5 separate regions of the Mus musculus genome follow, and regions 1, 2, 3 and 4 are each linked to region 5. A link is a contact called in public HiCAR-type and promoter capture Hi-C data. All regions are on one chromosome and are shown on one strand. Each heading gives the region's core, a stretch centred on a gene start, on an enhancer-like site or on the middle of the called end of the contact. The rest is flanking DNA. Distances are from core to core; before and after follow the strand shown.

Region 1 (6,174 bases), core at 763-3,262, 1.0 Mb before region 5:
TCTCGTCACTAAATAGACACTAGGCTGTCTGGCCAGTGAGCCCCAGGGCTCCTCCTGTTCCACCTCCCAGTGCTGGGATTAAGTCCACACTACCATGTATAGTTACTGCTCACAACTATGGTTCTTTAAAAACTTATCTCAGATCCTCACACTTCTGTGGTGAGCAATTTACCAACTGAACCACATCCCCAGGCCTGCTATACCTTGGTTCTCACCAGAACCATGCTCCTACCAGCTTTGTGGTCGACGCCTCTCCGCTGACCAGTTGTTCCCAGCTGGAGTCCAGAATCTATAGCTTTCCTGTCTCTTACTGCTCACTGCTGTGTGTAGGCTCCTAAATACAAGAAGAAATGAGGGTGTTCTAGAAACATCCAGCAAACCTGACTGCCGTGGGCATTCACTTCCAGAAGCAGGCAGATGAGTTCTGTTGTGGTTGTTTGACATGGCACGTGGCTCTGGCACGTGTAGTTCAATGTGTCCTGCATTTCTGGGATGTGCTTTGGCCCAAATCCTGTGTGTTGATAGATGCATCTCTGTAGGACACGGTTGTTGTCCTTATGGTATTGTTGGTATTCTGTCTGGACTCCACTCCCACAGTTACCTGGCAACAGCCAGGTAGGCCTGGCCCACTATAAAAGGGGCTGCTTGCCCCCTCTTCTGTCTCTTACTCCTGCTTCCCACTTGATTCTCTCTTGCTCCCCATCTCTCCCCACTTCCTTCCACACTCCCCACCCCACGTGGTCATGGCCAGCTTCTACTTCTCTACTCTCTCCCTCTCTCTGCCTTTCTCTGCCTCTACCACCCTCTTAACTCCCCTCTCCATGTCCTGAATAAACCTTATTCTATACTATACTGTCGTGTGGCTGGTCCCTCAGGGGGAAGGGATGCCTCAGCATGGGCCCACCGAGGCACCCCTTCCCTCACACCTCACCACACCCCCATAGAACATACTCTTACACTTCTTTGTCTTTTTATAATCACAGCAGGTATAGTTTTCATCTGGGGGCGTTTGCCCTTGTCTGGCTTGGCAATATATTGTGTATATTGGCAATATATTGTGCTATGTGGGCCAGCATTGGCCATTCGTTGTTTTAATCACATAGGAGTGTGTTATCTCGAGCTGCCATAGACTCTGGAGTTACAGTGAGAGCCATCGACAACAGCTCTGCTTTCATTCACATAAGATTGTGTGCAGGGTGGGGGCAGTGGTTTTGGTTTCTGCTTCTCCGTTTGTGTGTTGGTTTGTTTATGAAAGTTCTAGGGAGCTAACCCAGAACTTCACACCTGTCAGGAAAGTGCCCTCCCTACCACTGAGCTGTACGCCCCCCAGTTCTGGGTGTTTTCTTGTGCTTCTTCGTGGGTCTTGCTATGTAACCCTTACACCAGGTCCCAAACCCTAGGCTGTAAGGTCAATAGAGGGGCATCCTTACCTCTGCTCTATGGAAAGCCAGGCCCAGAGGAGGAAAGCCAGGCCCAGAGCAATCGTGTGATGATGTAGCCGGTCCTGTGTAACTTTAAGCAGCTGTCTGATGGCAGGAAGCAAGCTCTCCTCCTCTGAGGTCACTTCCTGCCTTCACACTGTTTCCCACAAGCTGTTCAGGTTCCAGATCGTGCAGCAGGGAACCCTTGTTCTGTGTAATGGATGCTTCAGTGTGTTAGTACGTGTACTCGTAGACTCAGAGATTTGAAAAGCAGCTTTATTTAACACTGCCCTGTCCTTAGCTCTTTGGAGCCCCATCCACAGCCTCTGGGAAGGCTGGAGATCACGCTGCTCACCGTGCATCAAAGCCAGCCTGGCGCTGAATGGGTGTGAATTGGGGGATGCAGCCAACGGGGATCCGGTGGGCTTCCCCCCCCACTGAGGCTCAGTGCCCCCAGCCCCCGCTGTGGTATGTTTCCTTCAGTACCCAGCTGCATGCCAGCACATTCCTTGCTGGTGTGGGACAGTCCTAAAACAACTTCTGTTCCCATTGATATTCAGCGATAAGGTGACTCACACAGTTCATTTCCTTCCCCCAGCGCCAGCACAGCCAACCTTATCTGTCCAGTTTGTTTCCCAGGGTTGCTGTTGACCAAGGGGCAACCAGACCGGCTGCTCCGCCCCGTGTGTTCTTCAGGCCTGGCTCCTCCCACTCCTGTCTCCCTCTCAGGAGAAGGGCCAACATATTTAGTTTGTTCTTTAAACAAAGACTTTTAACAAATGAATATAAGACCGTTAGGCCTCCTTTCCTCGCATCCCTGCTTAGCCTGCCTTTTCTAATTACTGAGGTGATTTGTGTGTTTTGTATTTTTGGTTTGTGATTCTAGCAGCGTTCATCTTTGTCAACGAAGAAGTGGCTTTTCTTTTTTCCCCACACTTTCCCCCTTTTGTCTCATTTAAAATATATTTTTAATCATGTGGAGATGCTAGGTTAGGCATGTGTGTGAGTACAACGCCCACAGAGGCCAGAGGAAAGTGTCTGCGGCTCTGACGTGTAGTCACCGTGGTTGTGAGCCACCTGATGGGGGCGCCCGGAGCTGGTGGCGAGTGTGGAGTCCTACCTCTTGAGCTGTCTCTTGCCCAACCATGCTCTCGTTCTCATGACTCACAGCAGTTGGTCTTGGGGAGTGAGGGAGATTCCACCGCTGCGAGGTGGTGGCTGTGAGGTCAAGGTTGGTCTCCAGGCTGCTTTGCAGTGTCAGTACTGTATGGCTTTCCCTGCTGTTCATGGTGTGTCAAGGACCATGTCTGCCCTGCCTTGCATAATGCCAGGGGCACTGTGTACCAGTGGTAGTGGGAGGTGGGGATGGGGGTGGGGTGAGGATGGGGTTCTGATAGCTGTGATGTGGGGGGGGGGTGAGGGGGGGATGGTGGGGGGTGAAAATAGGGGTGAGGATGGAGGTAGGGGTGGGGGGTGAGGATGGGGAGTAGGGGTGATGGTAGGCGTGGTGGTGGGGATAAGGAGGGTGGAAGAGGATATGAGAGAAAGAGAAATGGAGGTGGAGGCTGTGGAGGCAGGGAGGGATGGCAGATTGGGAGGCGGTTTTCCCAAGAGATCAGAAGTGTCTTGAGGGCTGAGGAGCTATCCCAGTGGCCATAAGCGCTCACATGTGAGGCGATTCCCAGCGTCCATGAGAAGCTAGGTGTGGACGAGCACACAGAAAGCCAGGGGAGGCACGAGACTCACAGAACACAGATGATTATATGGGGCGGGAAGGGCACGGTCACAGGGCACAGATGATAGCACAGGGCAGGAAGGGCACCGCACCACAGTGCTGGGGCTCTCTGGTGAGAAGCCAACCCAGATGAGAAGCTGCAAGCTTCAGTTCAGTGAGGGACTCTGTCGCAACGGCATAGGGCATCTGATGTCCGCCTCTGAGAATATGCACCCATGTACAATGGTGTGCACTACAAGCACATACCCCATACATGAGTATCCATGCACCACACAAAGGAAATATCTGGACCAGCAAGATGGGTCAGTGGGTAAAGGTACTAGACAGCAAGCTTTACTACCTGAGTTTGGTCCCCAGGACACGCACAAATAAATGTCATAAATTTAAAAAGAAAGAAAGGAAGGAAGGAAGGAAGGAAGGAAGGAAGGAAGAAAGAAAGAAAGAAAGAAAGAAAGAAAGAAAGAAAGGAGAGAGGGGGAAGGAAGGAAGGAAGGAAGGAAGAAAAGAAAAGAAAAGAAAAGAAAAGAAAAGAAAAGAAAAGAAAAGAAAAGAAATAGCTAACTTGAGGGGGTTGAGGCAGGAGCATCATGTGTTTGAAGTCAGCCTAGACTACAGAGTGAGTTCCTCAAAATTTTTCTCAACCTGTATGTAAAGGGAAGGGGATGGAGGGAGGGAAGGAATGGTATTTGGCATTCGCCACAGTCCACTGCTTTGAGAACCTTGCACTGTAAGTGCAAACAGCTTTCAGATTCACTCACACGAGTAAACAAACACGGGTGAACGATACCACACCAGAAACAGGGGTCTCCAACCGTGGCACAGAGCCGATTCCTAAAGCCCTGGAGGGTCAGAACCCTTAGCTCCGCCTCCTTCCTGGTTGTCCGCAGTGGGCAGAGTCTTAGCTCCGCCTCCTTCCTGGTTGTCCACAGTGGGCAGAGTCTTAGCTCCGCCTCCTTCCTGGTTGTCCACAGTGGGCAGAGTCTTAGCTCCGCCTCCTTCTTGGTTGTCCGCCTTGGGCAGAGGTTTCCCCGGCAGGGAGGGGAGATCTCGGGGAGGCATTCTGTCTCAGCCTGTGTGCCCTTTCTGTTCTCTTGCAGAAGGTGGAGGTGCCCACGATGCTGCGATTCCTCAGGGAGCAGAGGATGTTCATGATCCAGACCATTGCGCAGTACAAGTTCGTCTACCAAGTCCTCGTCCAGTTCCTGCAGAATTCCAGGCTCATTTGATCTCCTCCGGGATGCAGCTTCTGGAGGAGGGACGCAGCTCTGTCCTGCAGGGGGCGCCACTTCGACAACATCTGCCTCCCCCAGCCAGAGGTGGATGGCTGGCAGCAGGCAGAAGCCAGAGTTACTCACAAACATCATGTATTATTTTATATAAGATAATTTATTTTTTCCCTCTTTGGAATAAGTTCTGTGAGTTATTATATAATGCTTCCCCCCCATACACACACACAATAATATAGTGCTTCTCATTTGAACCACACGTTGACTGATCTGCAGTGTTAGCCTCCGGGAGGGAAGGTGGTGGCCCCCATGGGACATTTTAGACACAGAGGCATAAAGGGAAAGCATCTCTAGTGAAGTTGCAGGCAAACTGGTAATGCTCCAGTCAAAAGTGGCAAGAGAGAGAAACCATCCTCAGCTGGAAGGGAGAGAGCCAAGGTCCTGGAAAGTGATCCAAACACACTGGGTTCCTGCACCTTGCTGGGTGCTTGCTTTTCTCTCCTGCATTTCTGTCCTCTGTCCTCGCCCTCAGCAATCTTTCTCCGGAAGCCTAGGTGAAGGGTGGGATTGGCTGGAGAGCATGGTGCCTCCAAGGGTGGTGATGCCGTCTTTGGTCAATGGGGGCGCTGCTGTCCTTTCTCTCACCCCTTGTTCTGGCTCAGAAGTCTGATACAGTGATGGGTGGCAGGCTGGGTATCTGCTGCTTTGTCTTGTATACTCACAACACTGTAGTCTGGTGGCCCTGGGCCAGGCGGTCTGCACAGCTCAGCCCTCTGCCTGATTCTGACTGTGAGAAGATAACCCACCAGGGTGGGAATGGAGTTGGGTGTGGCCTCGGTGTGGCCTCTTAGCTACACAATGTTGCGTGTGGTGGATGGTGACGTAGAAGATGAAGTTCAGGTACATTCCATCTTCCTATCTGTTCCTAAGTTGTTAGAAGGGTCTTAAGGAAACTCACATTGGGGAGCTGTCAGGCACTTAGTAGGGCCCTGCCCGGGAGGTACACACCTGTGTCCAACTCACTGTGTGCTGCTTGGTTTTAGGCTGTAGCTGATGAGGGCTGAGTTGGTTCCTCTTAGAGCTTCCTTGTTGTCCTGAGGCAGAGTTCCTGGGTGATCTTGAGTTTGCTGTGTAGAGGATGGCTCCTAATTTTTCACATCTTCCCCTCCCACGTGCTGGGGTTTCAGGTGTGTCCCACCACACTATGAATGCTGAGACTGTCTACTAAAAAACCTTCCACCGCCTCCCTCTCCTGTGCAGCCCAGCCTGGGTCAGTGATGATATCGACCGTGTTCGATTTGAAGTCCAGTTTCCTGCTTATGTCCAATTTTGCTCAGAGTATAATTTTCTAAACTGTGAGTTTGTGGAACTGAATGTGTCAGGTCTTCCTCCACAGTTACATTTTTCCCTATTTCCTGAGCTGAAAAGACCAAACAGAAAGTGTGTGTCTTTGTGGCTTCTTTCTCCACCCCCTAGTGAGTGCTTATGACAGCAGAATCCCCATGAACTCCTCTGGAAGGTGAGCCAAGCTGTCTTCACACTGGGCAGGGGTGGTGCTGGTGCTGATGTTGATACAGCATTTGTGGGTTCAGAATCTGTAGAAGAGGTGCTTCCATCCTCCCTTCCGCCATGCAGATTGAACCAAGGAGTCTAAGTGTGCAAGCCTTGTGGATCTGGTGCACTGTGTAAACTCTGACATAGGTATTTTGGGGAAATGTTACAGTGTTAAGGGTGGGAAGTCTTGTTTCACTTCCTTTGATGATGTTTCTCCTTTACATTCGGTCCCACTTAC
Region 2 (5,725 bases), core at 239-2,738, 1.3 Mb after region 5:
TTTACCTTCAAGTCATAGCACACACCAGTCCTGCCGAGCCATCTTCTGCTGGCAGGAGCGTTGCTTGAGTTATATCCACACAGATAGATGAAAGGTGACATTTATAATGGCCCAATTAATTTAGTCACTCTGAAAATGACATTTGATTTGGCACTTATTTTTTTTTTTTTCAGACAGATTTTGTGAGTTTGAGTGTTTTGCCTGCATGTTTGTACGTGTACTATGCACATGCTTGGTGCCTGAAGAAGTCAGACTAGGGCATCAAATGGTCTGGAACTGAAATTTCAGATGGCTTTGGCCTACTGTGAACTAAACGCAGGTCTCCTGCAAGAGTGCTCTCAGGTGCTGAGCCATCTTTGCAGACCTCCCGCACAGAACTTTAAAGTCAGGATCCCCCCCCCCCCCCCCCCGTCTATTCTCCGCAGTGCTCGACCACTCAGAGAATGCCTGGAAGGAATTGGCTCTGCTTCTGAGATTAAAAAATTGAGACAGTGTGTCTTTGCGAACCATTAAGGTGTTTCCGGAGGTGAGCCCCGGCGTCACGGGCTTCAGCGGCGGGTTTATCTTTGCATTTTATTTTGAATCTTTGTCCAGTTGGAAACTAACCAGTCAAGTAGCAATGCATCCTTCTGTGGGCATTGTCTCAGTCCCCCGCCACACGCACAGCACAACGACAGGTACACATTATGTGCAGTTGGAACACCCCCTCTTCCTTCAGTGAACAAGAGGTCCAAGTCATTTCTACCTGCTGTGAAGCCGCACCTGCTTCACCTGTGCCTTGTGGATGCTTCTCCAAGCCACAGCTATGGCTGTTTAATTAAAATCTGATGTACTTTTACTTTGGGAAGCTTTCAGAAGTAGCCCTCCTCTTTGATGCTGGACAGCCAGTTCCCGTTTTTTGTTTTTTTTTTTGTTTTTTTCACCTTACACACAAATCTTAAGAGATTGTACTGTAGCTGGAAACCCCGATGTGCCAACTCATGTTTTGTTGTTTTTCTTTTTTGGTAAAATGATTGCTCTGTAAGAGAAGACGCCAAACAGGTGAAAGCCATTTATCAACTGAGGAGGCTGCAGGCACATTGATGGTAAAGACAAACCAAAACGGCTCCTGGGAGCTGAATCTGGCAGTCACTCTGTAAGTTGTTGCCCTTAGACACTTGGTTGGTTAATTCTGGGGAAGCTGGATAGACATGCAGCTCATGCTGTTTGCAGAGCCTGAAGGTTCTGACTCCGATCTGACACCGCGTAAAGAAAGAGTCTTCTTGTGACCTTTTCGGGTGTGTGTGTGTATGTGACTTTACCAATAAAGCTGCTCACCGTGCTCTGCACACCCCAGGCACACTCTGGATAACACTTCCCGCTGCACCCAGAGGGTGCCGCTCCGGTTCCAGCCTCACCCCGTGGCTCTTGGTTACGGCTGTGTCCCCGAGGGATGCGCGCACGGTAGGGGGCGCCCTGGACCGGCTGGCTCCCTCCGCCCACGGGAGGCGGCCGCGGCGCACCGAGCCCGGGGCACTCGAGCGCACACCCGGGCGGGCCGCAGCGGGGAGGTGCGGAGCGCAGCGAGGGCGGCAGCGGGAGCCAGCCGCCGCCCCTGCGCTCCGGGGCTGCGGAGCGCATGGGGCGCGTGGAGCCAGGAACGCTTGCGGGCTGCGCACCCGGCCGCCTGCTGCGGTGAGACACGGCGCCGGACGCCCCCAGAGTCCGGCAGTCGGGAGGATGACCATGGCTGGCGGCCGGCGGGGACTAGTGGCCCCGCAGAACACGTTTCTGGAGAACATCGTGCGGCGGTCCAACGGTAAGAACTGCCTTTGGATTTCTGTCGCCCAGGTGGGTTTTGATTTTTTTTTTTTTTTTTTTTTTTTCTGAGTGCGGTGATTGCAGACGCCTCCCGCCTGGTGCCAACAGATGCGGGGGCATCCCGGAGCTCCGCTCACCAGCTTCTCTTGCCTGCGGGCCTGGGAGGTGGGCAGGGCTGGAGGGGGTCTAGTGTGCCCCATCTCTGGAGGAGAGATCTCTAGCCTACGCCTTTGGGGCCTTTTCCCGCGCCCTCCCGCTGTCCTCTCCAGGAAAGCCTGGCATTTGGTGAGAAAAGTCATGCGAAAAGTGGCTGCAGGCTGGCCACCTTCAAGCACTGCGCTCCTGATGCGCACTGGCCGCCTCCCCGCGGAGGCTCCCCGGGAGTCCTGAGGAGCAGGGAGGCCAGAGGTAGCAGCAGAGCTGGGCTACTGGTCCTGGCCCTGTTCGGGTGCAGGGACGTTGCCAACTCCACCTTCCATCCCTTAAGCAGGAAAGTCTGACCAGAAGAAACCCTTTGGCAGGGCTGTCTTATGCACCCTCGCCAACCAGCTAGAGCAAATGGCTCACGAAGGTCCGATGGTTTTTCTGGACTCAGCCGGGGAAACAGAGGGAACTAAGTGGTCCCGGGTACAAATTTGGCATCTATTGTCTCTTTTAAACCCTCCCAATCTTGTCCTCCATCACAAGCCGATTCATTACCCAAGAAACCTGTGCACAAGCACGAGGTTTTTGTAGCTGGGAGGAGAGAGTCCTACTATGACTGATGGAAGGGGAATAATTTTCGACACCTTTTTACTCAGAGATTGCAGTTTCCTATGGTTTATTAGCATGAAGCCCAGAAGGCGAAAAGTCCTCAGAGTAGCGATCCAAAGGGAGCTATCCAAACCTTTCCGACCCACAGCTTGCACATACAGTCCTGGAGATGGGGAGTTGCTGCATACACCTGTTCACCAGGCTACCCAATTCTGAGATCCCCCTAGCAGACTTCTGGGCCCCTCTCCTTCCAGAAGCAGGCGACTCTCTCCGTTGGAGAGGCTGTGGGGACCTAACTCAAGAGCTGGGTTTTGCCAGTGTAAACATGGCGTGCAGCCTTGGAACTTGGGTTGATAGTGATGAGCTTCCAGCTGAATTCAGTTAGGGATTCAATGGAAGGGCGTGAAAACTGACCCCTGCCTCTTATACAGTGTCTTTAATTAAAAAGGGACTTAAGTTTACAAGACAAAGCCCGTGGGCTACCATAGCAAATCTTACCTACTATTTAAGAGCTTTCTTAGAAATTATCTCACCTTTGTTGTGTGCCTCTTAAAGATGAGTACTACTCGGTCATTACCTTTCCCTCCAAGGTTTAAAGGAGTCTTTAAAGCAAGGTCACAGTTACTACCAGGGGCCGTGTGTGTGTGTGTGTGTGTGTGTGTGTGTGTGTGTGTGTAATGACTGCTAAACAGGCAGCCACAAGGTCATAGTCATTACTTGGGTCTGCCCCTCCCTCTTGTGTGTGTATGTGTGTGTGTGTGTGTGTGTGTGTGTGTGTAATAATTGCTAAATGGGCAGCCATGAAGAATTCCTTTGGCATACAAATCTGAAAGCGATGGTTGAAGTTAGTGTATTATTATGGCTTTTAACTGACCCGATATGGGCACTGTTTTGCAGACTTGGGGATCCCACTTGAGGGACGTATAACGTTTGCATAATAAATGCCATGAACATTATGAGAAGTCTGTCTATTGGAGAGGAGGCAGTACCCTGAAGTTAGAGGGAAACCATGGTGCACTCTGTTAGCTGGAGCACGAAGCTGCAGGCTATAGCCAGGGTGGCCTGGGCTTCTAGGGGGAGCTAAAACTCCTAAACCAACCTTCTGATCAGTTGATCTCAGCGCAGTTCCCTGGCGTGAGTATAGGTAGAACGTCGATAAAGCAGGCAGTGTGGAGTATTTTTAGCACTGGCCTTTTATCTCAGCACCTGCTCCGACAGCTTGATTCCCAACAACTAAAAAGGAACAACAATAAAGACAAGCCCAAATGATCCTGGGGAGCAGGAAGACCCCTTAAATGCTCTGTTTTAGGGTACAGAGTGCTGACTTGAAGTTTTTGTGATTGTTTTCATATTAGTCCCTGTCTATGAGTGACTAAATACTGTGAATGCTGAGAAACACATCTGCATGCATTTTACTTTTACAGAAATAGCCTGTTTAAAATATTGATCATTTCTTGAAACCTGCCAGCCTATTTTTGGTCATCACAGCATTTAAATAGCAATACTTCATAATCACCTTGCTAGGCCTTTTATCCCAGCAGGCCTGGGTGACGTTGCTGCTACTTGTCTACAGACAATAGAGTGAGCCCTAGTGTAAGAGGCCGGTTCACCGTGCCTGGGCAGAGGTGCCTGCAGCTGCTGGTCACCTGGATTTGTTTCAGTGTCAAAGCTCGGAGCCAGGGCCGTGCACAAGCCAGGCTAGCACTGTACCACCGGGCTATCCCAGACCTCATGAGGCTTCTTCGCTCTACTTGATGAGCTTCAGTTGGGGAGATGTTCTTGTCACCTCTAGAAGAATGGCTGAGAGGAGGTGCCTCGGGATTAGAACCAGCCACGTTTGGGCTGCGTTGAGTATCGAGTGTCTGGGGTGTCACAGAGCTGTAGATGAGACAGAGCTTAGATACTGCCTCGTCTGCCCGTCCTTCCTCACAACTGTGTGGGTAAGGACTCTTCTGGCAGCTTTCCTACATGTGGAGGGGTAGAGCTGAGGAGATCCAGGCTGTGCTCTTTAGAGTGCAAGAAGCAGATTTCCCAGTGGAGATGAAACAAAATGTTATATCAACAGGAACAGCATCCATGTTGGCCAGCAGCCACGCAAACAGAGCGACAGGGCAGACGAGCGAGCGAGCGAGCGAGAGCACAAGTACATTCAAGAAGTCCGGAGCTATTTGCCTTTGCAGGACAGGGTGGGGGTGGGGGATGTGTGTATACCTCCTCAGGGATCCCTGGGCCACTTTCACAGGCCTCAAGATTCAACAAAGGAAGGACAATCTCCACTGTAAGGTTAAAGAGCTGAGAGTTCTTTCTGTGAATAGTTCCCAGACTTGTCAAAATGGGTGGGTAGATTGGGGTCCAATCAGCTGGTGGAAATGGTTTATTCATTCTGTGAAGATTTACTGGACGTAGTTGTTGAACACTGGGGATAGATGGAAACAACACTGAGGATAGTAAGTTTGTTGTGTGACTTTTCTTGGAGACATGATAGGCCTGATACTGTTATCAAATATCTGGTGGCTATTCCAGTCTATGAGTTTATAGGTGCATAGGTTAGGAGTTAATTACAAGAGCATAAGTCACCCCCAAATAGCTGCCTCACCAAAGGCCCACCCAACCATGGGTGAGCGTGTGAACACTGCTTTTCTAAGTCCCACCTCAGCCTTCCATGTGCAGCAGGGCCAGGCTGTTCACACCTGGGCAGGGTCCTGTGGGTGATCACAGCTGCTCTGACTGTGACAATGGCCATGTGACACCTGGAAGATGGAGCTCTGGAAGAAAGGCACCCTGGCAAATCCTGATTACAGTTGTTGCTCATATCCTACAGCAGTGATTGGCCTCAATGGCTCCCTAGGCCTCTCAGTACATTAGAAAATAAAACACTTTAAAGGTGTTTACTGGAAACTAGTTTAACTTTCTTGGGTTGATTCTGAGTAATGCAAGAAGGAGAGATTTAATAAGTACCCGTGCTTTGGATTGCTACGAGTCAGCAGGAATGATTAGTATCCACACCTGAGGGTTTTTTCCTCCTGAATATGCCAACCATCATTTAAAATCCTATTGGTGGGCTTGAAAGATGGTTCAGCAGGGAAAAGAGCTTGTCAGGCAAGCCTGACAGCCTGAACCAGACCCACAGTGGAAGAAAAGAACCAGCTTTTAAACGTTGTCTTCTAAACTC
Region 3 (6,074 bases), core at 3,208-5,707, 1.9 Mb before region 5:
GGGCAGCTTGGTGCTGGCATCCTCGGTGGGAAGCTTGTGTGAGCGCCTCACCTCGCAGGAGGCAGCGCAAGGCTAAGATGACAAAGTGTTCCTGGCGGGTGGGTGACACAAGAGAAGCAGTGAGGGAAACGCGAGCTCCGTCTCCCCATCCACAACTCTACGATCTACTCTGCAAGGACGACTGACCCACTGAGGGAGAGGGAGACCGCCGGGTTTTGCTATGTTATGGTCTTATGTATATGAATGTCTTGCCTACATATATGTATGTGTACCATGTGTGCACCTGGTGCCCAGAGGGTAACAGAGGTCATCAGATTGCAACTGGAGTTACAGACAGTTGTGAGCTACCATATAGGTGCTTGGATTTAAAGATCGGGTCTTTTGCCAGAGCAACAAGTGCTCTTAACTACTGAACCAACTCTCCAGCCCCAAATAATTTATTGCTTATAGATGATCTCTATAGAAAGAGATATTTTCCATTAAGAGATCTTTCCAATAGAGATACAAGGATGCTAACTCATAACTAATTTCACAGTTTATAAATAATCTAAGTGTTGTCAAGCATTCCTATGCTCATTAATCTAAGAAAGGAGCTAAAACCAAATTAGGTAGTATATTTCTCTAATTCCACTACTCCAGAGGCTGAGGCAGGAGAGTGAGCTCCATGCTAGCCTGGGATACACAGCAAATTTGAGGCCAGTGAGACTTTGTCTCAATATACATCTATACACACATATATGAAGACATAAGTAGAAAAGATTTCAACAAACATGTACTCGAGAAAACATGGCAATTTTCCCTAAAGGCATTTCTCAGCAAACTCTTAAATAGTTCTATAGGTTACCACTGGACACAGAAAACTTGAGTCAATTAAAAGAAAATCAGTCCATGGTAAATGGAAGCACTCACAGATAACGTCAAGTAATAATGGTAGAAGAGTTCATTTTGATTGTCTAGTGTTACCATGGAAACAAGCCTTTGGCATTTGTATGAAGGAGTCCCTACAATTAAACCAAGAGGGAAGATCTACCTTAATTTAATCCTAGCTTGTTTTCTGTTGCTATGATAAACACTGACAAAACCAGCCTGGGGAGAAAGGGCTTGTTAGGCTTACAGGCTCAGTCCATCACTGATGGAGGCCAAGACCAAGTAGAGACAGGAACTAAGGCAGGGAGCATGGAACAATGCTGCTCACTGGCTCCCCTTTCCTTTTTGAGAGAGCCCAGGCCTGTCTACCTCCGGATGGTACCACCCACAGCATACTGGGTCCTCCTGTCTCAATTAGCAAGGAAGAAATGACCCCTGTGGCTTGATCAGCTTTCTCTCTTATACAATCTACAATCACCTGCCCAAGAGAGGTTCCACACAGTGGGCTGAGCCCAAAGAACTCTGTACCTTAACTTTCAATGGCTTTGTCAGGTACTTAGTCACAGCAACAAAGCAGACAGACAATAACTTCTGACACTACATGTTCATCACTTTCAGGAAACCATATTAAAGCACACAAGCCTGCTTACAATCACTAGCATGGAGGACACAGCTATAGTCACAGCACACAGGAGGTGGGTCAGGCCTACACAGACAGTAGGAAGGAAACCTTCGCTGCACAGCCAATCAGTATCAAGTCTACCCACAAAACAATCTGCAATCTCTGGGCAAAGAGACTGGAAAACATATATATGATTAACATATTTTTTATTTTTAATCTCCTATCTCAAGTGTGCCAAAGAAAAGATGACTAAAGAAATTAGCATATCTGGTGATGTAGCATACCCACTCTAGTGGCTTGCTACAAAATCTGAACTATGAAGCTAAACATGAAACTATGAAGTAAAGTGATTTGCTATGAAATACTAAGATGATAATGCCTCTAAGCCTCAAGTTCATGATCATTTCCTCAGGTCTATTAGTGCATGAGACTAGTACTATAGCAACCTTTCATTTCAGGAAACTCATCAATACAAAGTAACTTGTCCAACTTTGCTAACTAGAGGGAAGGCCTGCTATGTGCAGAAGGAACCAGTTTGTTTCCAAACCTTTCCCTCAGCCAGTCCCTCTCCTTCCTCCATCCCTACCTGAGTAAGCATGGACTGGTCACTGATGCTGTCGATCATATTCACTCCCAGTGTGTACAGAAATCCCTTACGTGCTAAGCCAGACATACCCGAGCCAGCAGCATGCTGCTCACTGTCTCACCCTTGGGCAGCATGTCCTCTGACTTTCTTCTGGTTCTAAGTAAGAGCTTTCGGCACTTATTCAGTGACTCGGAGCTCCAAGCTGTGCCACAGGTTGTCTTCTAAAACGCTCAAGCCAGGAGTACATTTATTGTCATATTTGGTATTAACTGCTAACTAGCACCCAGTAAGAGTCACATTCCACAGATGAAGTGAAATCCTTGACAGCTCAGCCTTTAAGGCATCCACTTTCTTTCTTCTTATTACTTTCTTATTCACTCTTGATGCACAACGAAGTGCACATGTGGAGTCAGTGTCCTCCTTTCGTCTTAAGTGGCTTCCAAGGAGGAGCCTCAGGTGGCCAGTCTTGCTGTTGGTAAGTGCCGTTTTCAGCCTAGCCATCTTGCCAGCCACATCCATCTCCAATACACAATAAACAACAATGTAAGGGCTGAAGAAATGGCTCCGTGATTAAGAACACTTGCCGATCTTGCTAAGGACCAGAATTCAGTTCCCAGCATCCATGTCAGGTGGCTCTCAACAAAACTTACCACACCTGTAATCCCCGCTCTAAGGGACCCTTTCTTTGGCCTCCACCTGCACTCACACATACAAGTAAGACAGACCAATCTTTTCTAAAGTGACAATATAACTTAGTTGTTTGTCATAAAGCTATATTCTCTTGAATGCCTGGAAGGAAATATGTGAGCCATCCACAGAGAAACCAGGGTTAAGGTTTGCCACGAGCACCATTCTGCTTCTCTGTAGTAACACTGCCCACGCCTTTTGTGGACTATTTCACTTTCACATACCAGGTCACTTGCAATAGGTTCCTGTAATCGTAGGTGGGCAGGGAAGACACACTATTTACACTAGATGAGGTCATTTGCACAGGACCTAGTAAGTATAAAATGCAGCGGAAGTCATTTGCATATGACCTGCTACTTAAGGAATGCACTAGAGGTGCAAGGTCTCCAACTGTTAAAACTTTGCTTTGGAGGTAAAAGGTGACAAAGCAGGAAGACCACCCCAAGTTCTCCAGCACTCAGAGAGCCCATTGTTTCACAACTGTTAATTTGTATTTTTAAATAACAAAAGTGTTACACGTTTAAAATCTTAAGACATTGAAAACTAGCCTTCCCAGGACAACAGAATAGCCTGCGCATTAGAACCCCCCTCTCCCTCTATTCTTACTATGCCTTAAACCCAAGCTTCCCTCAACTAGTAGGGGCAATATCCTTTTCTGAGAAGAGTCATGTGTAAGTCACGGCAAATACAAAAATGGGTTTTTGGTTTTGTTGCTTGTTTGGTTTGTTTGTTTGTTTTGCCAACAAACTTCCACTCCAACAAAATGGGAGTGGAAGGTCTAATAGAGACTAAAGACTCAACAGTCCAACCGGTTGCTCCTATGCAACAACTCAAGCCCTAGCACGGGAGACGACAACCAGCTGCAACGCTGACAGCTCGGTGTCAGCATGCCTCAACCCTCCAGAGGCCCCAAGTCACTTGGTCAGGCAGGCCCACCATGCCAACTGTGTTCCTGTGGCCTTACTTACACCATAGGAACCCGGGGGAATAAAGACTGAGTTTTAACAGTCTATACACTCGACCTGGAACCAGACTCTGAAGAGTGCATAGGGCTGCTTGGATCATGCAAAATTGTACCTACCTGTCTCCGGGTCCCCCACCTGGCCGTGCAGACGCCGCCCTACCCTGCAGTGGGTACCCGACCTGACCAGGTAGATGCCACCCTGCCCTGCGGAGGGTACCCGACCTGACCAGGTAGACGCCGCCCTGCCCTGCAGTGGGTACCCGACCTGACCAGGTAGATGCCACCCTGCCCTGCCGAGGGTACCCCACCTGGCCGTGCAGACGCCGCCCCGGCTGTAACACCTATCCCACCTAGGCTGGCACATGCCACTCCTACAGCAGCGGGCGTCCCACCCACTGTTCCCGCGCGGTCGCGGGCTCACCTGGTCCCCCCCACATTCAGCTGCACGATCTCCCCGCTGCTGGCCGCCGACGCGGCGAAGCTGCCGCAATGCCCGCCCGCCATGTCTGCGGCGGGAGCCGGAGCCAGGGCCGGAGCCGGAGCCGGAGCCAGGAGCGGCGGCTCGGCGGCCGGAGCACACTCGGAACGCCGAGCCTCCCGCAGCGGCCCGGCTCGCTCCAGCCTCCCCCACTACGTGTTCGTGGCCTCCGCCGCTCGTGGCTGGAGGCCGCCGGCCCAGCCCGGCCTCTCCTCAGAGCCCACTCGCCTCCATGGCGGCCGCCACAACCATCTGGAGGACGGGTCGCCGCGAGGGACAAAAAGCTGTAGCGCCGGCGCTTCACGCTTACGAAGAAGGAGTGGGCGGGGCTGGTGAGAGGGAGGAGCTCCTGGCGATGGGCGGGGCTGGACGAAGGGTCTTCTGCCACCGATGGCCTAGGAAAGATTTGCCCCTTGCCTCTTCACCAGCACAAGATTTAGGTAAAAAAGAAACTTTCGCAGTTATTCAGACTGATCTAAGTACACTCGATGAAAAGATATTGAACACCATACAGCGCATTACCTGCAAACTGCATAGTTTCCATGCCACCACTCCTCAGGGCAGGAGAAAGCAAAAACCCTGCTGGAGTGAGCGGTATCCAGCAACATGTTTCTAGATTGTACATACACGCACTTTTATTTTCTTTACTGATTGATTTTTGTTTCTCTCTCTCTCAGCATTATGCATTGGAGCACCAAACCTTAGCGATTTCGTGTGTGTGTGTGTGTGTGTGTGTGTGTGTGTGTGTGTGTGTGTGAGTGTGTCCTCCTGGGGATGGAATATGATGAGGCCTTGTGCTTGCTAGGCATCACTGACCTAAATGTCCAACCTCTAAATCATACTTTTAAAGAGTACTATGGCAATGGGATGTAGGTCAGCTAATGGAGACAGCACACTATATTTCAAAGATATCTAATTCAACAAGCTAAACTGTAAGCATTAAATGTCTAATAGTTTTCTCATAAAATTTAAAACTGATGAACTATAAGAGGATAGAAAACATCTTATCCTCATTAAACATTGCTTAATTTTGCTGCCAAATATGCCACTGAGATGATACACTTTCTCCAGAATTGATGATTTTTTTTTTTTTTTTTTTTTTTGAGACAGGGTTTCTCTGTATAGCCCTGGCTGTCCTGGAACTCACTTTGTAGACCAGGCTGGCCTCGAACTCAGAAATCTGCCTACCTCTGCCTCCGCCTGGCTCCAGAATTGATTTTTATAAAGGACAGCCACACCAGATGTGCTATCCTGTAACCTCAGCACTGTGGGGGTAGGGGGAACCAAGGAAAAAGAATAAGGAAGGGACTAGAGGCCTCCTCAACTACATAGAATTTGAGGTCAGCCTGAGATACAGAGACCCTGTCTCAAAAAGAGAAAGGGGAGGAAAAGAAGGTGGGAGGGAGGGAGGGAGGGAGAGAGGGAGAGTGTGAGGGTAAGAGAGGGAAGGAGGGGAGAGAGAGACAGAGACAGACAGAGAGATTATTTCTGGGGCTGGTGAGATGGCTCAGTGGGTAAGAGCACTGACTACTCTTACGAAGGTCCTGAGTTCAAATCCCAGTAATCACATGGTGGCTCACAACCACCCATAATGAGATCTGACACCCTCTTCTGGCAGGTCTGAAGACTGCAGCAGTGTACTTAGGTATAATAATAAATAAATCTTTAGGCTGACAGGAGCGAGCAGAGGTCCTAAAAAATCTAATCCCCAGCAACCACATGAAGGCTCACAAGTATTTATACAGCTACAGTGTACTCATATACATAAAATAAATAAATAAATCTTGAGAGAGAGAGGGAGGGAGAGATTATTTCCCCTAGCTAATGGTAATAAGATGGAAAACAGCTCAACTCTGGTTCATTGTGAGCT
Region 4 (5,840 bases), core at 2,715-5,214, 1.2 Mb before region 5:
GCACGTGTATGTGTACATTGGGGGCCAGAGGTTGACATCAGGGGCCCTCCTGTCATCCTCCACCTTCTTTCTCGAGGTGGTCTTTCACTGATTTGACAATTCTAACTGGCCAGCAAGCTCCCTTGTGTTTCAGCCTCCCCAGTGTGATGAGTGTAGGTGAGCACCACTAGGCCTGGCTTTTTACGTGGGTGCTGGAATTAAACGCAGCTCTTCCTGCCTGTGTATGGTCAGTGCTCTTCCGACTTCACCATCTCCCAGCCTGTTTGTTTCGGTTCAGGAAAGTGTTCTGGTTTCAGGGACTTCAGCATCTTTGAAGGTATAAAAGTAATACTTTAGTGAGAACGGATTTGAGGTGAGCAGGATCGTGGTGGGGTTGAGATTCTGTGTGGCGTCCCGTATTTAGAGTCAAGCTTAGATCAAGTAGGTGGACGACTCTAAACAACTTAATAGTCACAAGCTCCTAAAATTGTAAAGCTTTAAAGTTAACATGAGACCCTGTAAGAGCCTGTCTCTTTAAGTCCTGTCAATGCCACACACCCTGATCAGACTGCAAAGAGTACAGACTTACCTAATGAAGTGTTTGCTTATACACACAGACACAGACACAGACACAGACACAGACACAGACACAGACACAGACACAGACACAGACACAGACAGACACAGACAGACACAGACACAGACACAGACACAGACAGACACAGACACAGACACAGACACAGACAGACACAGACAGACACAGACAGACACAGACACAGACACAGACACAGACACAGACACAGACACAGACACAGTGGGATGGGAGAGTATTTGGTTTCCTTTTAGATAGATAGATAGATAGATAGATAGATAGATAGGATAGATGATTGATAGATAGGATAGATGATAGATAATAGATGAATAGATAGATGATAGAATAGATGATGAATAGATAGATAAATAGCAGATATAGATAGACAGATGATAGATAAATGGGATAGATAGATAGGATAGATGATAGTTAAGTAGGCTTTTAATTTCTTTCTAATTACCTCAAGTTGTATTCTTTATGGGTATGTGTGAGTGTGGTACAGTGGATGTGTGTGACTGCATGTTTATAGAGGCCAGAGGTAGACACTGGGTGTCCCCCTCCACCTTATTCCTTTGAGGCAGGGTCTCTCCCTGAACTGCAGTTCATGGAACTCAGGAGGGGTGTTTGGCTAGGCTGGCAGCTAGGCTAAAATCCCAGCCATTCTCCTGCTTCCAGCAGTGCTGGGTCACAGGCACAGGTGAAAGCATAACCACCCATGAAGAATGTTAGGATCTGAACTCAGGCCCTCATGCGCATGCCCCAAACCCTCTGCTTTCCTTGTTTCTCTTTCTTTGAGACAGGGTCTATATAGCCAAGGTTGGCTTTGAACTCTCTGGCCTAAAACTCACGGAGGTTGTCCCGACTCAGCTTCCTGAGTGCTGAGATTATAGGTGTGAGGCAACATGCCAGATTTCCCAAACCTCTTCCAGTACTGTGCAAGCAAGCAGTATATGCTGATCTTTCAGTACTGTGCACACAAGCAGTATAAGCTAAAGGACACTCTGGGGTCCAAGCTGTGCTTTCTCCTTACAAAGAATTATATCTCAGTGGTTGAGCACAAATCTAGCATACAGGAGAACCAACGTGCATCATCTTCCAAGTCATTAAAAAGACTCTCTCTCTCTCTCTCTCTCTCTCTCTCTCTCGTGTGACAGAGAGAGAGAGAATATTTTTGTGTTGTCTTCTTATGATCCAGTATAAAACCAATCAGTCAGTACTTTATAGGTTCTTAAAATTAATAAAGACTTTTATTTTCATGAATGAATTGATTTAAACATTACAAGCAAGCACAGGGGGTGAGCGCCCCGCCCAGGCTACACTTAAAGCTGTGTTCATCACTGGACTCCCAGCTCTGGCATCCCTCAGCTTCCTCCACAAACATGCCTGAGTCTGGAGGAGGAGGCATGGAGCAAGCTCAGACAGGGTGGCAGCTCAAGATCCAGTTAACCCAACCAAACTCTGTCCCTAATGTCACACTCCGCTGACAAAATAAACTCAAGCCTCCTTTAAGTGGCTTGCCCAGGGTTGCAAGGCTGCTCACAGGCAGAGCCCAGCGTTTGCATCTGTTCAAAAAAAACCCTTTGCTCTTTCTTCTAGACCACAGTGGCCTCTGGGGCTGTGCTCAGTGGTCTGAGACTCAGAGCCACAACATCCATATGCCACTTAATTTCTACTGTGACATTTGCCTCCTGTCTCCCAGAAAGGAACAGCCTGTTGGCATCTTTTTGTCTTTGAGCCCCATCCTGTTTCAGTCAAACGCCTGCGGCTGAGAGCAGCTCTTCTGCAGCCTGGGTCCTTTAGGCCACCTCAGCAGTAGGTGTTCCCTGGTGATGCTGACCCCTCTTTTCTGCTGCCTGAATCCTCACTAAGGGATCGTGATTGTCACGCTAGGCTGTGTGGAATGCTGCCCACACTGAGCCTTGACATAAAGCTATTCCTGAAGGCTGGTTGGAAACTCCTCAAAGCCCTCTCCTTGATATTTTGAAAGACTCAGCCTCCTTTGCTTTCCATCCACCCCATTTTGCCCCCTCCACGCCCCCCCCCCCCCGTCCTCTTTTATTCTTCTTGGTTCTGTAGAAGAACACTCAGAAGCCAGTTATTAACAGACTTGCTCTGTGGGCACAGAGATCTTTCTTTCTTGTTTTGAGGTAGGGTCTTGCTATGTAGTCTAGGCCAGCCTCGAACTTGTGATTTTTCCTGTCTCTGCCTCCAGAGTTGGCATGAGCCATTTTGATAGGATAAGGCCTGGAAGTTTTGTGTCCCTTGCCTGTACAGTGAAGTAATTTAATGATATTTTGGGTGACAAGGACTTCAGGGTCCTTGAAAGGACTGGTCTTAAGATTTCAGGAAGAGAACAGATGCCAAGACATGCAAAGCACCTTAAAAATATAGGCAACTCCTTTCACTTCACAATTACTAAACCCAAGGATCAGGGGTAGGGGGCTGGGATCTTCCTGAGTTAACCACTGGGCCAGCAACTCCGCGGGGCCTAATACAGGTTTCCTTGCCCGGCCGAGTGCCTTTTCCATTACACTGGCTGCGCCTCAGTAACCCCACCTCCGAAAGTGCTAACGCAGTTCCCTCCCAGTGCCTACCCAGGCGGGGTGGGGCCCCCTCCGTGGCATGGAACAAACCGGGAAAACCACATATTCCAACTTCCAGCACACAAAGGCTGGTTGGCCGTGGGGGCGGGGTGGGAGGACCGGAGCTAAGACTCACTACTCAGAGATCCTAGGATTCTGAGGAGAGCTTCTAGATTGCCTTCTCAAGGAGGCCACCCTACTTTGTCCCGTGTCTCCTGGGCGGTGGCGGCATGGGGGCATCCTGCTTGGAGACCTCCCTCAAATAAATGGCCTGTTCTAGCTCCAGTGTCCCACCCCTTAGCTGCCCACGGAAATCTTGGAGGGACGGTCTTTTCCTTTCCTCTTTCCCCTCCGCCTCCTAAGCGTCACACAGTTTGGTTGATTTGGGTCATCGCCCCCTCTCCACTTCCAGTCTATCTCACTCCGGGCACTTTCCTTTAGTCCACCGTCCCACACCTTGGTAGGGAAAACGCGCTCCAAAGCTAGCCCATTAAAAGTGCACGACTTCTGCCCGGCCGGCCGAAGGAGCTCCCGCAGCCTGGCATTCCTCGGATTCCAGCGCTGTGACGTCCCTGGGGACCGTGCGCCCGCAGCGGGGGAGCCCGGGCTCCTCTTTTCAGCGCAGGGCGCGCGTCCCCGAGGCTGGCGCGCGCCCTCCCCGGACGCATTCCTGGCCCGCCCAGCGAGCGCCCCGCGCGCTCCCCGCCTCCTGGCCCCCAGCACTGCGGAGCAGAGCCCGGGGCGGGGGAGCGCGGCCAGCGGCGCCTGCTCGTCCCCTCCCACCCGGCCCCTTCCTCCGCCCTCCCCGGCCGCTCGCGCTTCCTGGCGCTCGGGCTCTCCGGAGGCTCAAGTTCTGCACAACTTCTCCCGGCTGCCCAGCGCCTCGGCCGCGGGCCCGGCCAGCTAGCTGCGCTCCTCGGCTCAGCCGTCTCGTCCACAGGGCAGGTCCTCGTGGAGCATCTGGTACCAAGTGGCCGCTGGCGGTCCCTCTCTGCGCCCCACCTCTCTGATCGCCCGGGTCCCCTCGCGTGGGACGGCGGTGCTTAGGTTCTTGGCCCTTTCTCCTCCCCGGTGCGCCCGGCGCGCCGGCCGCTGCGTAACCCTCCCTGCGCCCCTCCTCTGCCAGCTCCTGGAAGCCAGTGGTGGGGACCCAGACTCCCTGATGGTCAACGTGCGGCACCCGGGGCACTCCCGGGCCATGTAAGCAGGTAAGCTAGCCGGTCGGGAGCAGATACTCCAGGCAGAGCCAACTTCGTTCGCCGCCGGGGACGCCGGGATGCGCGGTGGGGGCGCCAGGTGGCCGGCCGCCGGTTCTCTTCGCTAGCAGTGCTCGCTCGTCCGGGATTGAGCTGGAAGGGGAGCGCGGTCTGGGACTCGGATTCAGCCAAAACATCGCCTCCAGCTCCTGTTGTGTTTGCGAGCAGGGGAACAGAGCGCAGAGCCCAAAGCTTGTCCTGTGCCTCTGTGGGCACTGGGTTTGTGAGGGGGTTCTTGTGCCCTCTCCCCAATACCTCAGCCTTGATACCAAACTCCTGAGTCTCTTGGCCCCGGCTTGGGTGATCCTTACAGGCGCGCAGGGAAAAATACCTTCATCTCAGACCAATCTCCAACTCGAACTTTGCAAGTTCTGAGAGTTAACAGCCCCTTTCCCACGTGACGCCACATCTAGTTTTAAATCTTTGGGAATGGTTTTCCTATCTTTTCTGGGAGGAATTGATGTGCGCTGTCACTATCCCGCTTTGCCCTTCTTCCTTTGGTTTGAGGAGATATTGGGGTCTTGAGTTTAGTTGGTTCACGGATTAGCTGGGTCCTACTTAGGCGAGTTCAGACTGCTGCTGAATGGGTGTATGTATGGTCAATTTCCAAAATGCGTTAATTTCTTGAAATGGATTTCCTCCCTCATTAATTCAACAAACTCAGTGGTGAGTCTTCCCCTGTGCTAAGAGATCACATTACAAGAGTCTGCAGCACCCTGCAGGCAGCCGTGGGCGGATGGGGACATGTGCTGTGAGAGAGGGGTTCTGAGACTCTTGGGAAGGCCAGGCCCTGGAGGAAAGGGGTTACCTTCGTTGAGGGAATGATGCTCAACTTAGGAGTGGTTGAGGGACCGCATTCCAGAGGAGGGAACAGCTTGGGCAAAGTGAGGGGCGCGGAGAGGGGCGTGCAGAAAGTCTTGGAGAGCGACCTGGTGGCTGGCTGGGCATGTATGGGCAGGTTGGTGCAATGTTGCTGGCATAGTTAGCCCCCACCCCAGCAGAAACGAAACCGGAAGTCTTTTACCCACTTCCCGTGACCAGGAGTAGCTTCCAAGGATCAAAAGCGTTCCCTTGGACATGTTCCCTCCCCTGATGTGTTTCCCACAGGGTTCTGTAGGGTGACAGGTGTTTAATTGTCGTTAATTTACCCATCCTTGGTTTTGTTAAAGTATCCCCGTGAGGACCATCCCACCCCACTACAGAACCTTGTCCTGAGAGCTTTTGACATGGGGAGAGCAGTTTGTGTCTTACAAGTGGAGTTTCCTCTTTGGTGCTGGGGACAGAACCTGGTCCAGGCCTCGTGCTCACCAGTCACCAGTGCTCATCCCTTTCCCAGATCCCTAACAGCTTTCTTCCCTAGCAGCACTCTTACCCGTGTGACTGTGTGGCTGGCACGTGGAGAATCAGTTGAAGGATGTGGCTATGTATCTC
Region 5 (5,948 bases), core at 375-2,874:
AAACTTCTCCCTACTCTTAAGAACTTGGTCTTCTTGCTGTCTTGAGAAACTTGCTCAACCCAGCGACACACTCCCATCTGTCTGACTCTGCATCATCTCCAAATGCTGCCAGCCCCTTGCATGCCCCAAGCTCAGTTTACCCCAATCTCTTCTCTCAGCTTCCTCAGGGCAGATTCCTGAGTGCTTTTTGAATATTCACTGCACTATTAACATTATTATTGCCCCTCCGTCAATACCCCTCTTCTTCAAGACTTAACACTAGCAACTGAGTTTCCTCATCGTGGGTTAAGCAGAACTGGTCCCGAAGCTCAAAGCTGCTACTGCTCTGCAACAGAAACTTTAGCAAACTTTTAAACTTCCTTGAATCTGCTTCCTCATCATGAAGTTGTACAAAATGCCCAGCATACACACAGCAGTGCACATAAGCACTTATTTCATGTTATTGTTCTCATTTCCCAGGAAAACGAGTTCTCAAAACTTAAGCTGAGGCAACAAAATTTAAGAAAAACAGTACTAAATTTGGAACAGTGAATTTATGTAAAAAAAAATTACCATTTATTTATTTGGGGGGACGACACCTTCAGTGGTCAGAGGACAATTTGCAGGAGTCAGTTCTCTCCTTCCACCATGTAGGTCCCAGGGAATGAAAACAGTTCTTCGGGCTTGACAGCAAGCATCTTTACCTGCTGAGCCATTGTGCCACACCAACCACCCTCAAGTCTCACTTAAGTACACATGTGTCTCCTGAAAAGACTCATCAAAACTCAGAAGCAAAGGCTAAAGATCCAAGACGAGCGTCTTAACAGCGAAATCTTCCCAAGATTCTACCTGCCTCACGGCAAGCCAGCCACTGAATGAGAAGAGGAAACGTCCCTTCCGTTACATAAGCCCCACAACACACCCACTAACATTTTTAAGTGTGTGTTTTCCCTCTGGAATGCACCAGCCCAATTCTGCAAATTTCATTTCAAGAGAAAGTCCACATAGGACAGAGGACTAGGTCATCCATTTAAAGACATCCACCAGTGTTCCACCCCAGAATGGCTGGTGGAGCCCAGCATCCCTTATGGAGCCTGCACTCCAGTCTACCAGGAGTCCATTCTCATGCTTAGAGTTCCCATCATCTCCATCCTGGGGTCCCTCTCTCCTGACTGAGGTCTCCAATATCTCCATCCTGGAGTCCTGTCTCCTGGCAAGGGTCCCCAGCATCTCCATTCTGAGATCCCATCTCCTGCCTGGGGTCCTCAACATCTCGAACCTAGAGTCCCATCTCTGCCTGGAGTTCCTGTGTACTGTCTAGGGTCTCCTGTCCGAGTCTCCATCCCTCCCTACCAACCTACCTACCACTCGCCGCACCCAGCCGCAGCCCGGAGCCCGTGCCCCGCCCAGTGTCCCTATCCAGAAACTCACCCGTGCGGTAACCTTATAGACAGTGTAGCCCCTGGGGTGTCGCTGGGGCTCGGTGACAGTGTAGAAGCGGGCCAGGTCCGCACTGTGACCCCAAGGAGAGGTCATCCTCCCTCCGCCCGTGCTTCCGCCAGCTGGGGACCATCGGGCAGCCCCAGCTGTGCCGGACTCCACGCAGCACTAAGCACGAGCACCGCGAAGAGGGGGCGGTGGCTCCTGGGGGGCTGTCGCTTGGATCTGCTTCCGGATCACCACACAGACTTCCGGGTCATCCCGGTCGACGTTCGGGATAAGAAGGTGCGGCTCTGGATCCTCTCCGAGCTGTATCGTCCGCTGTGGTTACTAGCGCCTAGCTCAGTCGCCATGGATACCGGAGGCGTCCCTACTAAGTCTCCTGGTGCACTAGCTTCGATGTCTACTAGAATTTGCGAGCTGGGGAGAGGGTTGGGCCTCCCGCCCTGTGCTCCTGTAGAGTCCTGGGTGATGGACGCAGCGGTACCCGAGCCAAGCATCTCCTTTCCTTCCCTACTTACTCTGTGCGGTGCCCACAGCAACATCGCAGCGCTCTGACAGACACGTCCCCATTTTCCCGTAGATGAACCCTCTTTGACATACCTACAGCTGCACGACAAGCCCTCACCCTACGTAGAATAGAAGTGCATCCCTCCCACTCTCTCAGGGAGATTGCTTGAGACCAACATGGGTCAAGTAGTGAGTTCAGAGTTAAGCTGGGCTACATGGGGAGAACCTGTCTCAAAACACAAAATTTGCTCAGTCACAGGATCCAGGGCAGTCTGCTATACATAACAAGACTCTCAACAACAACAACAACAAAGAAGTTTGTTGTTTTTTCAACAGTCCCTAGACTCTTAAATGTGCATCTGTTGTGGGGGTTGTAGAAGGAGACTCTCAAAGTCACTACAAAGAGTCTCCAGTTTCTATTGATTGGCATCCCCTACCTGGCAATTTTTTTTTAACTTTCTCTTGATCAGAGCTCTCATTCCCAAAAGATTCATTGCAAGGTTCTGTCGTTGTTAATTCTGTGTCTCTTGCTTCCTCTCCTCCCTGCCTTCTAACCCCTAGAACACACAATTAAGGAAGGAAGGAAGGGAAGAAACAAAGAGGGAGAAACAGAGATGGTAAGAAGAATTAGAGATGTGGTTGAGTAGTTAGTTAGGATCTCTGATTGCTCTTCCGGAGGAATGGGTGAGGTTCAAATCCCAGCATGCCAGTGGCAGCTCTTAGCTGCCTGTAACTCCAGTTCTGAGGGATCTGATGCCCTCTTCTGGCCTCCTCCAGCACACAAGTAGTACACATACCTAAGAGCAGAAAAACACCCATAGACATAAAAATAAAAATCCTTTTACAAAGGAAAAGAGTGACTTTAGCACCCTTTGTCTGCTCACATCTCCATCCCAGCCTGACACCCTTGCTCATTTGAAAACTACTTGCTCCACTCATGTGCTGATTTCCACTCTCTTTGGCAGAAAGAAAAACGTTGTTCTAATAATGTCTCCACCCTGTATGTTTGATCTTCGACTATTAACCTCTTCTGAGCCTTTAGGCTTTTCTTATTATTTCTCTTATGTGTATGGGTCTTTTGCCTGCCTGCATGTATGTTGACCACATGTATACCTGGTACCCACAAAAAAAAAAAATCACCACAGATCCCCAGGATGGTTCATGTGGGTCCTGGGATCCAAATCCAGGTAGGTCCCCTGCAAGAGCACCAGGTGTTCTTAACTGCTGTTATCTCTCTAGCTCAAGCCTATACAGTCAAAAAACTAGCTATCACTTATTCATTAACCCTGAATTCACTACCTGCTATGTGTCAGACTTTATACTAATGAGGCATTGGAGTTATAAAGACTGTTCCTCTCTTTCTTTACATACCATCACTAGTATGCAACGAAGTATATAAATATGACCAGTACATACCATGGCATGCTATAGAAAACCGATAATCCAGAATGGCCTCTGATCAAAGGAAACTGCCTGATACAGGAAAGACAGATGGCAGATAGCCAGGAAGAAGGACCAATGGTATTCTGTTGCATTTCACCCTTCCTCACTGTCCACTGAGTGGGTATGACCTCATCCATTCAGTCTTTCTCCTGGGCAGTCAGTCTAGCGTCAGTAGTGTGCTGATCCTTTGAAAAGGCTCCGAATAAACTTTCTAATGACCCCATCATCCCATCAGCTTTAGACATTTCTGGCCTAGAGGTTTTCTTTCTTTTCTCTTTTTTTCTTTTCTTTTTCCTTTTTTTTTATATTGAGATGACTCCTTTTTAGTCTCTTTTTGGTGGCATTTCCTTCTAAGAACCTGTAATGTTTTGTTTCTTGGGATTTTGCCTCTGGTCTTTTGTCAGTTCTGGTGAACTCACCAATCACATCTCCATTCAAATCTCTCTGCAAGAACACAGGCATCCAATTGACACTGAAACCACAACAGATCAGCGTCGGAACTTTTCCTTCACACACTGCTCCCGTTTTCCCGGCTGCCTTTACTGTCTGTGCCATTATATTATCCAGCTTTTGGGACTCATCCTTAGAAACTTTCTTCACCACTATCTCCACGTTTGTTTGATTAACCAAACGCTGCTAGTCAAGTAGAAGAAAGGAAAAAGATATGGCAGACTGGAGAGATGGCTCAGCAGTTAAGAGCACTCAGTGCTCTTATGGAGGTCCTGGGTTTGGTTACCAGTACCCACATGATGACTCACAACCATCTGTATGCAACTCCAGCTGGGGGAATCTGAGATCATCTTCTGACCTCCTTGGGCACTGAGACATCTATGCAGGCAAAACACCTACACACGTATAAACCTTTTTTTTTTTAAGGGAAAACTATACATTGAACACAGCACTGAGGAGACGTTAGAAGAATGCTGCCATTTCTTGTGTTTCACCGTTTAGATGGTTTTGTTATTTTAAGCAGTGCTAGGGCTCAAAGTCAGGCACGTATGCTTGCTAAGCATACACCCTGCCCTGACAGACCAAGAAGAGCATCAGGAATAAGGAAGGGCCAGGTTTACTGATAAAAGAATACAATTCATTAACAGAGACTAATTCTAAGTATATCCTCACCTAATAACAAGCCATTAAAGTGTATGAAGTAAAAACATCGAAACTAAAAGAATAGTCAAATCTACAATAATATCTAAGACTTTAAAATCTATGTCAGTAATTTTGTGTGTGTGTGTGTGTGTGTGTGTGTGTTGGTTTTCTCCTTCCACAAAGTAGATTCCAAGAATTGAACACAGGCATTCAGATTTGGCAGCAAGCATCTTTACCTACTGAGCCATTTCACCCAACCAATAATTAATTTTTTTTAATCTCAGGACTTTCTATTTGTCAATATTAAAATTCTGAAGTTTAGGGCTATGAGTGGTGTATACCTTTATTTCTAGCACTTGGGAGGCAGAGGCAGGTGGATCTCTGTGAATGTAAGTCCAGCCTGGTCTACAAAGCAAGTTCCAGGACAGCCAGGATTACACAGAGAAACCCTGTCATGAAAAACTAAATGGTGGTACACACATTTACTCCACCAAGCAGGAGGCAGAGGCAGGTGCAAGGCCAACCTGATCTACACAGTGAATTTCAGGCAAGCCCAGGCTACTTAAGGGCCTCTCTGCTGCCCACCTGTCTCCTCACTTGCAGTCTTTTCAGAATTGGCACTAGAAGTCTTTCAACTCAAACTTAGGTGTTAGTGTTTTTACTTACCTAAGGAAGACATCGTGAAGATGTCTCACAGAGATCCACCTGCCCTGCTGAGGTTAAAGGCCTGCCCCACCACACCTGGTTTAGGTATGAAGTTTGGTGGGTTTTGGTGGGTTTTTTTTTAATCTATTATTGCTCTTTTGGCTCTTCCAATGTCACCATATTTGTCAGCAAGAAAGGTGCCAAGAAGAGAGTGGTTGATCAATTGTTCAAAAGAAATTAGTATGATGTGAAAGCTTCAGCCATGCTCAACATTAGAAAGATTAGAAAATATTCATCACAAGGACTTAAGGAAACATAACTGCATCTGACAGCCTCGAGGACTCTGTGTGTGTGTGTGTGTGTGTGTGTGTGTGTGTGTGTGTGTGTGTGTGTGTGTGAAGGAAGCCTTACTGATCTACAGAGTGGTGAAGCTGCATTTACAAAAATCAAGTTAATTACGAAGGATGTTCAGGACAAAAACTAACTTCAATGGCATAGATCTTATGTGGGACACATTGTGGTCTGTGATAAGATGGCTCAGTAGATAAAGACGCTTGCTGCCAGCACTCAGAAAGCAGGGAAAGGAGGATCTCTTGAGTTCGAGGCCAGCCTGGTCTATAGAATGAATTCCAGGACAGCCAGGGCTACACAGAGAAACCCTGTCTCAAAACAACAACAATCCAAACACAGAAACTCCACCCCAGCCATAAAAGTTTTATGTTCTATGGGAGAGTCTCAGTTGCTTTATTGCTATGAAAAGACACTATGACCAAGGCAAACTCCAAAAGAGTTTAGTTCTGCCACAGTTCAGAGGGTTAGAGACCATGGCAGGGAGCAAA

Evidence for each region. Promoter capture Hi-C pulls out the DNA fragments that hold promoters and counts their contacts. HiCAR-type assays count read pairs that join an accessible place to other places.
Region 1: a contact with region 5 is called in a HiCAR-type map of astrocytes, with 4 times the contacts expected there. The contact joins the enhancer-like site here to the promoter of Rps6kc1 in region 5. A contact is called at or near these places in 2 of 39 promoter capture datasets (cranial neural crest and trophoblast stem cells) and 3 of 115 datasets of contacts at active chromatin or transcription factors (astrocytes, embryonic forebrain and stem cell-derived neural progenitor cells).
Region 2: a contact with region 5 is called in a promoter capture Hi-C map of pre-B cells, with 4 times the contacts expected there. The contact joins the promoter of Kcnh1 here to the promoter of Rps6kc1 in region 5.
Region 3: a promoter capture Hi-C map of hippocampal neurons shows a contact between it and region 5, with 3 times the contacts expected there. The contact joins the promoter of Kctd3 here to the promoter of Rps6kc1 in region 5. A contact is called at or near these places in 4 of 39 promoter capture datasets (the C10 cell line, cranial neural crest, hippocampal neurons and 1 more) and 2 of 115 datasets of contacts at active chromatin or transcription factors (astrocytes and bone marrow-derived dendritic cells).
Region 4: a contact with region 5 is called in a promoter capture Hi-C map of stem cell-derived epiblast-like cells, with 4 times the contacts expected there. The contact joins the promoter of Ptpn14 here to the promoter of Rps6kc1 in region 5. A contact is called at or near these places in 5 of 39 promoter capture datasets (the 3T3-L1 cell line, hippocampal neurons, liver and 2 more), 3 of 115 datasets of contacts at active chromatin or transcription factors (astrocytes, embryonic forebrain and forebrain) and 1 of 9 other capture datasets (embryonic stem cells).

The regions. Positions count from the first base shown.
Region 1 is chr1:189,865,674-189,871,847 of GRCm38.p6, forward strand. It overlaps Ptpn14 (protein tyrosine phosphatase, non-receptor type 14), which reads left to right. Exons shown (of 19, transcript NM_008976.2): 19 at 4,254-6,174. The coding sequence ends at 4,382. Among named protein-coding and RNA genes, the nearest start is that of Gm26574, 30 kb to the left of the region's middle. Within about 2 kb of position 2,013, at least 166 of the 459 cell types and tissues checked have an H3K27ac peak or open chromatin away from gene starts, as enhancers often do. A contact at or near this core is called in astrocytes and trophoblast stem cells, where this site is marked.
Region 2 is chr1:192,189,289-192,195,013 of GRCm38.p6, forward strand. Kcnh1 (potassium voltage-gated channel, subfamily H (eag-related), member 1) reads left to right here and starts at 1,489. Exons shown (of 11, transcript NM_001038607.2): 1 at 1,489-1,798. The coding sequence starts at 1,720.
Region 3 is chr1:189,003,383-189,009,456 of GRCm38.p6, forward strand. It overlaps Kctd3 (potassium channel tetramerisation domain containing 3), which reads right to left and starts at 4,458. Exons shown (of 18, transcript NM_172650.2): 1 at 4,148-4,458. The coding sequence starts at 4,230.
Region 4 is chr1:189,724,304-189,730,143 of GRCm38.p6, forward strand. It overlaps Ptpn14 (protein tyrosine phosphatase, non-receptor type 14), which reads left to right and starts at 3,965. Exons shown (of 19, transcript NM_008976.2): 1 at 3,965-4,361.
Region 5 is chr1:190,910,146-190,916,093 of GRCm38.p6, forward strand. It overlaps Rps6kc1 (ribosomal protein S6 kinase polypeptide 1), which reads right to left and starts at 1,625. Exons shown (of 15, transcript NM_178775.4): 1 at 1,411-1,625. The coding sequence starts at 1,515.